Linked DNA regions of Mus musculus: region 2 is linked to region 1. Evidence: chromatin contacts called from public Hi-C data. All regions are on one chromosome and are shown on one strand. Each heading gives the region's core, a stretch centred on a gene start, on an enhancer-like site or on the middle of the called end of the contact. The rest is flanking DNA. Distances are from core to core; before and after follow the strand shown. Region 1 overlaps Pcnx4 (pecanex homolog 4). Region 2 holds the start of Dhrs7 (dehydrogenase/reductase (SDR family) member 7).

Evidence for each region. Hi-C and Micro-C count contacts between places; a contact is called where the count stands out from the background.
Region 2: a contact with region 1 is called in a Hi-C map of liver, with 2.3 times the contacts expected there. The contact joins the promoter of Dhrs7 here to the enhancer-like site in region 1. A contact is called at or near these places in 2 of 39 promoter capture datasets (both in liver), 1 of 15 datasets of contacts at CTCF or cohesin (the NIH/3T3 cell line), 17 of 484 Hi-C or Micro-C datasets (the G1E-ER4 cell line, the HPC-7 cell line, cortical neurons and 3 more), 5 of 115 datasets of contacts at active chromatin or transcription factors (bone marrow-derived macrophages, embryonic stem cells and liver) and 3 of 9 other capture datasets (adipose tissue, liver and pancreatic islet).

The regions. Positions count from the first base shown.
Region 1 is chr12:72,580,122-72,582,948 of GRCm38.p6, forward strand. It overlaps Pcnx4 (pecanex homolog 4), which reads left to right. Exons shown (of 11, transcript NM_026327.3): 11 at 1-92. Among named protein-coding and RNA genes, the nearest start is that of Pcnx4, 45 kb to the left of the region's middle. Within about 2 kb of position 1,525, at least 2 of the 459 cell types and tissues checked have an H3K27ac peak or open chromatin away from gene starts, as enhancers often do. A contact at or near this core is called in liver, where this site is marked.
Region 2 is chr12:72,663,403-72,666,521 of GRCm38.p6, forward strand. It overlaps Dhrs7 (dehydrogenase/reductase (SDR family) member 7), which reads right to left and starts at 1,426. Exons shown (of 7, transcript NM_025522.5): 1 at 1,227-1,426. The coding sequence starts at 1,359.

The DNA.
Region 1 (2,827 bases), core at 275-2,774:
TTGTTCTTTGTGTTTAGAGAGGGATATCCATGTGTATAGGTGCCTACCCAGGCTTGTGGAGGCCAGAGGCCAACCTCAGGCAGTATCTCTCTCAGGGACTTGGACTTGCTGAGTTGGCTAGACTGGCCAACCAGTGAGACCCATGCTGTGTCCACCTCTGCAGCCAGTGAGACCCACACTGTGTCTACCTCCGCAGCAGTGGGATAAGAAGCACACACCTCGGTGCCTGGCTTTCTGCATGAGGGCTGGAGAACAACTTGAGGTCACCATGCCTAGATGGCAAGCACTTTACCAACTAAGAGACCGTCCCAGCCAAATTTCTCTCCCACAAATTTCTATTATATATAAATGAAACAGCTCTTCATTCACCGTGAGTGTTCTCACAACCAGAAGACATCCCATAGTTCTGACTCCACATGCAATAATGAATTACCCAGTGGGACCATCAGGGCTCTGAGTATTTGAGCTGAAACTTGGAAGTAATGGGAAATTTCCTTAAAGTGGTAAGAGTTTCATCATTATCCTCTCGCTGCCTAGAAATGAGTTACAGTTACCTGGAGGGAAGGAAGACGATGATGTAAGCCTCTGCAGATGGGAACCTGCTTTATTCCTTACTCGATTTCTAACTAAACCGCCAAGAACTCAGAGAATCTCAAGATGATGATGCATTTTCTTTAGAAATGACTGAGCTTGCTGGGCAGTGGTGGATCACACCTTTAATCCCAGCACTTGGGAGGTAGAGGCAGAAAGATTTCTGAGTTTGAAGCCAGCCTGGTCTACAGGTCTACAGAGTAAGTTCCAGTACTTCAGGGCTACAGAGAAACCCTGTCTCGGAAAAAGAAAAGAAAAGAGAAGAGAAGAGAAGAGAAGAGAAGAGAAGAGAAGAGAAGAGAAGAGAAGAGAAGAGAAGAGAAGAGAAGAGAGAAGAGAAAAGAGAAAAGAAAAGAAAAGAAAAGAAAAGAAAAGAAAAGAAAAGAAAAAGAAAAGAGAGAGGAGGGGAGGGGAGGGGAGGGGAGGAGAGGAGAGGAGAGGAGAGGAGAGGAGAGGAGAGGAGAGGAGAGGAGAGGGAAGAGGAGAGAAGAGAAAGAGGAGAAGGGAAGAGAAGAGGATAGGAGAGGAGAGAGGAGAGGAGAAAGAGAAGAGAAGAGAAGAGAAGAGAAGAGAAGAGAAGAGAAGAGAAGAGAAGAGAAGAGAAGAGAAGAGAAGAGAAGAGAAGAGAAGAGAAGAGAAGAGAAGAGAAGAAGAGAAAAGAGAAAAAGAAATGACTGAGCTGGTTATAGTTTGTGATTAGCCCCCCTTGGCCATACCCCCTTGGCCTCACCTCCCTTGGTTTTGTATTATTCTAAAATAATCACATAGTTACCAATCTCATTTTTTGTTTTTTGATTCTTGGGGTTTTTTTTTGGGGGGGGGGGGTTGGATATTTTTGGTTGCTTGTTTGGTTTGGTTTGGTTTGACTTTTGGTTTGTTGGTTTTTCTCAATTGTTTGTTTTAGTGATTTGAATTTTTTTAACTTTGTATTGATTTTTTGTGAACTTCACATCATGCACCCGAGTCCCACTCATCTCCCCACCCTTCTATATTTATCCTCCACCCTTGCAATCTCTCCTTCAAAAGAAAAATAATAAAAATTTAAAAATAAAACCATCTTGCTGTGGAAGCTGCAGTGTGCCATGCAGTGTGCCCTTTTGCCCAAACAGCTTTTCTTGCAAAGCTTTATTGCAATGAATCATGGGTCTGGTTCGAGGCCTCTGGCTTCTGTTATATTATCAATACTGGATCCTCACCAGGACTCTTCTCAGAGATCCTGTTATTGCCCTGTGTGTGGAGATCCTGAAGCTTTGGTTCTCTATGACTGAGCCCTTCTGCAGCAGTTCATAGATAGGTTAGATGTTGGAGTGGGTCAACTCAGAGCCCCAAATCTGGGCCCAGGTGGTAGCTGGGTTGGTGAGCCTACCATCGTTAGGGGCCAGCTTTGACAAGCTACCCAGGTAAGAGGGCAGAGCCAGTTCTGCTCAGTCCTCAGATACCAACATGTCCCCAGGCAGCCACCCAGACCAAGGAAGTCCCCATGACCTTTGGTGGAAACATGAACCACAGATATTGACACAGATCCCTGCGGCTGCAGGGCCACAGACCCAGGCGAGGTCATGGACAGCAGTACAGTGCCAGGATCTCACCATGGCCTCAGGGGGCAAGGCAAGCTAATCACATCAGGCTGTTCCTCACTACCCTCTGATCTCCAGTGGTTCCTCTCTTCATTGTGCACATACCATTTCTGCTTCTCTTTCTCTGACACATCTCCACCACTTATGAAATCATCTTAGTGGCACCTGCGCCTCTGAGTGTCCTCTGCCCAACCTGCGCTGTATGGCAGCAGGCAGGAGTTGCCTCTCATTGATAATACATTCCACTCTAGATTCTGTCTCCGTTCCTCCTAAAAACAAAGGTTGAGGCCATTACTGACCTACATGTCAAACATCTGGCTGTTCTATGCCATGCCCTCACCTTACTTGGCCCTGAACAGCAAGCATGGGGGTATGTTTTGAGCGATCTTTCCTGCGGCACCTGTGGCACCTTTGTCAGGGCTTCCTCCACATCACATTCTTTGACCTCTCTGGGTATTTGTTCTCAAGAACCTTCGCTGCCTTTCCTCTTCCATCTGACCTCTCAAAGTGATAAATCCTCCTCAGCAGTTTCCTCTGCAGCTCACTGCCTACATATATAGTACACAATCCGATGTGTTCCAAAGACTGAAAACATCACCACCAAATTGATGTTAAGATGTATGTATTTGTATATGTATATGTATATGTATATGTATATG
Region 2 (3,119 bases), core at 176-2,675, 83 kb after region 1:
AAACTGAGTTTAACTCAATCTTCCATTTAAATAAATGAGGCCAAACACAAACAACATCCACAGGCTGCTATTGACCGTGAGCTTACAGATACATCCATCTGTCTCAATGGTGCTCAGTGGAGAGTTACAGTTAAAAGATGTATGGGGTATTTAGGATTCTTGCCCTCAACACTGACAGTCTCCGAGTCACAGCCATGCCCTCTCCTGTTTTGCAGCGCTGAATCCACAAGCACACTGTGCAGTTGCATTTGTCAGTACTGCAACTGTTTGAGCCAAGGCAATGCAGCTTCAGAGAAAAGACAGCAAGGATGCCTGCCAACATCTGGGAGGGACATAAAATCCAAGATCCAGCTGTCACCTACTCCTGCCCTGCTGACTTTGAATGCAGTACCTTCTGAGCCACCAGCTACTTCAAAGCATTTTTGTTCGGGTGCTTTGTGTATTTTCCACCACGAACAGTGGAATCCCACTTAGTCCTTTAAGGATCAGAAAAGCCTACCTAGGGAGGCTTTGAGTTTCTCTGTCAATGTCTTTAACTGAAAAACAATACGAAGAGTGCCCATGTCATCAGAATTGTTAACGCCAAAGGTCAGAGGCTGTCTGTGGCCTGCTGAACACACTGCCAACGTGACATAACACCCAGCAGCATCTGTGAACTGATATATCGGAGCATGTGAATCATGTATTAAGTGAACATTAAACACCACGCAAGCTGCAGATCGAAGTGGAGCGGGCGAAACGTGCCTTACTGTACACAGAATGATCTCCCTCCTGGCAAAAAGCCAGCTCAGCGCTTTCTATTGCGAAAATTTTAACCAAGTGAGCAGGTGAGTAAGTGATTCAGGCCAAATTTTCTTTGGGTGCTTCCGGGAAAGTAAAAAGTGCAGGATCAAAGAATGTTCCGGCCTCTTAGAAAGCAAGGGACACACTCTGCTCTCCATGGTGCCTTCCCTGAGAGTGTCCGGGGATCCTACGGAAGAAGTCTGTGTCTTGCAGGCATCAGAGAATTGCAGCGCTCTCTTGGGGTTTGACGTTTTCTATCCTAGTCTGGGTAACAAATCAGGGCCATTTTCGAATTAAGACAAGCGACAGAGTGGGTACTGCCTGTTTAGCCCCTGCCTCTTCCTCCCGGACCCTCAGCCCTTGGTCAAGGCTCAGCTTGGCAACAGCTGGGAGGGACCTCGGCCCTGATCTTCCTTAGAGCCCAGGCTGTAGAGGATGCTCACCTGGGCGTCGCCCTTGCCATTCAGCCCACAACAAGGTCAGGTCCGCATCCGCCCGCAAAAAGCGCAAGAGCTGCACAAGGGGCAGGATCAGCGCGCACAGCGCCAGCAGCCACAACAGCAGCTCCCAGCTCATCGCTGTCCCTTGCCTACCCGACTCTGCCGCAAGCGGAAGACAGTCGGCGCCCGCCCTCTACGCGGCGGGTCACAACCCGGGGCTCCGCCTAGCGAGTCCCCGAAGGTGGGGCTCCATCTGTGTCCCGGGCTGCACCACGGCGTCTCTGCGCGTCCCTACTGCGTGCAAGACTGCCGGGGTGTTGCAATAGAAGGCATGGAATCTTGGGAAACTGCTGTTGGGAGAGCAGTCAACAAGATTTGTGAGGGCATGAAGGAGTCTTTAACAGCTGTTTTTAGGACGACTTTTCAGGGCTTTGGTGGTGCCTTGGCGAGAAACAAAACAAAACTTTGATCACTGCCCGCTCCGACCCCGAGGCCCCATCCCCCGCTCCACGCTGGGAATTGTGCCCAGGTCCTTCTTCGCGCTGGGCAAGCTCCCAAAAGCTGAGCCAAACCCTCACTCACTCTTCCTAATCTGTTTTCCTTTCACTTTAAGCTTGTGGACTGAGATAAGCATACCGAAGTAACTCAGCACTTGAACTGGGTTGCCCTCGTGGACTGGCCGCTTATATTTAGAAAAACATTACAAATGATACTCATATTTGGCCAAAAGTTGGCTATCATGGCCCAGAGTAATCAGAACATAAAACTAACTGGGCTAGAAGGCAACTGTTGCTAAGTTCCAGGAGCTAAAAACACTCAGGTTGGTGTCCTCCTGCCACCGTTTGTAAATGATGCCATTATCATTTGACAGCATTTGAATATGGAAAGGCCTCTGTGCACACTAATTGCTCTGTTCTTTCTTCTGTGTTTGTTAGTATTGTTTTTATAAATTGTCACTTTTTTTTTTCCGAGACAGGGTTTCTCTGTTTCTACTTTGTAGACCAGGCTGGCCTCAAACTCAGAAATCCGCCTGCCTCTGCCTCCCAAGTGCTGGGATTAAAGGTGTGCGCCACCACGCCCAGCTGAATTGTCACTTTTTTCATTGCAGTGAGAAAAGGTTTACAAAGGTCTATATTTTGCATCTTTAGAGTGATCTATGCAGGAAATATTTGAACTAGTGTTAATCAGAAATTGCTGTGGTATAGTTCAAGGTGCATGTCAGTTAGCTAAACTTTTGGACTGCCATTTGGAATAATATTGGTCAAGAATTGCTCTAATTGACGTATCACCTGGGCCATGTGAATTTTATTTTTATTTTGTAGCACATTACTTTTGTAATAAGATGTCTTAAAATACCACACAGAGTCTCATGATGAATCTTATCCCAAATGTTTCCCCTTCTGTAAAAGGACAGGACTGCAGTGGATCTAGTGTTCCGATGGGTCACAACCCCAAGCTGTGGGGATGAGGGATCTGAGACTGGGACATTGGGCTTGGGAGACTGGCAGGAAGCTATGATCTCTTCCTGTCCACCCCTAGGGATTAGACCCGGGTGGGTGCTGAGTGTCGAAGTGCCAAGGCAGAGCTTTAGAGTGTTTTTCCGTACTGGAGCTGGAGAGGTGGCTCTGCTGTTAGAGGCACTTGTTGCTCTTGCAGAGAACCTGGGTTCAATTTCCACACCCACATGGCAGCTCACATCTGTTGGTAACTCTTGTCCCAGGGGATCCATTTCCCATCTCTGACCTCCGAGGGCATCAGGCACTCACATGGTGCACAAACATACTTTCAGACAAAACATTCATGCACACAAACAAAAAAAGCTTTACTAACATGACTTTTTTTGCCTTGTTTTGTTTCATTTCAGGCTCTCACCGCGGAGCACTGCTTGTGCTGGGA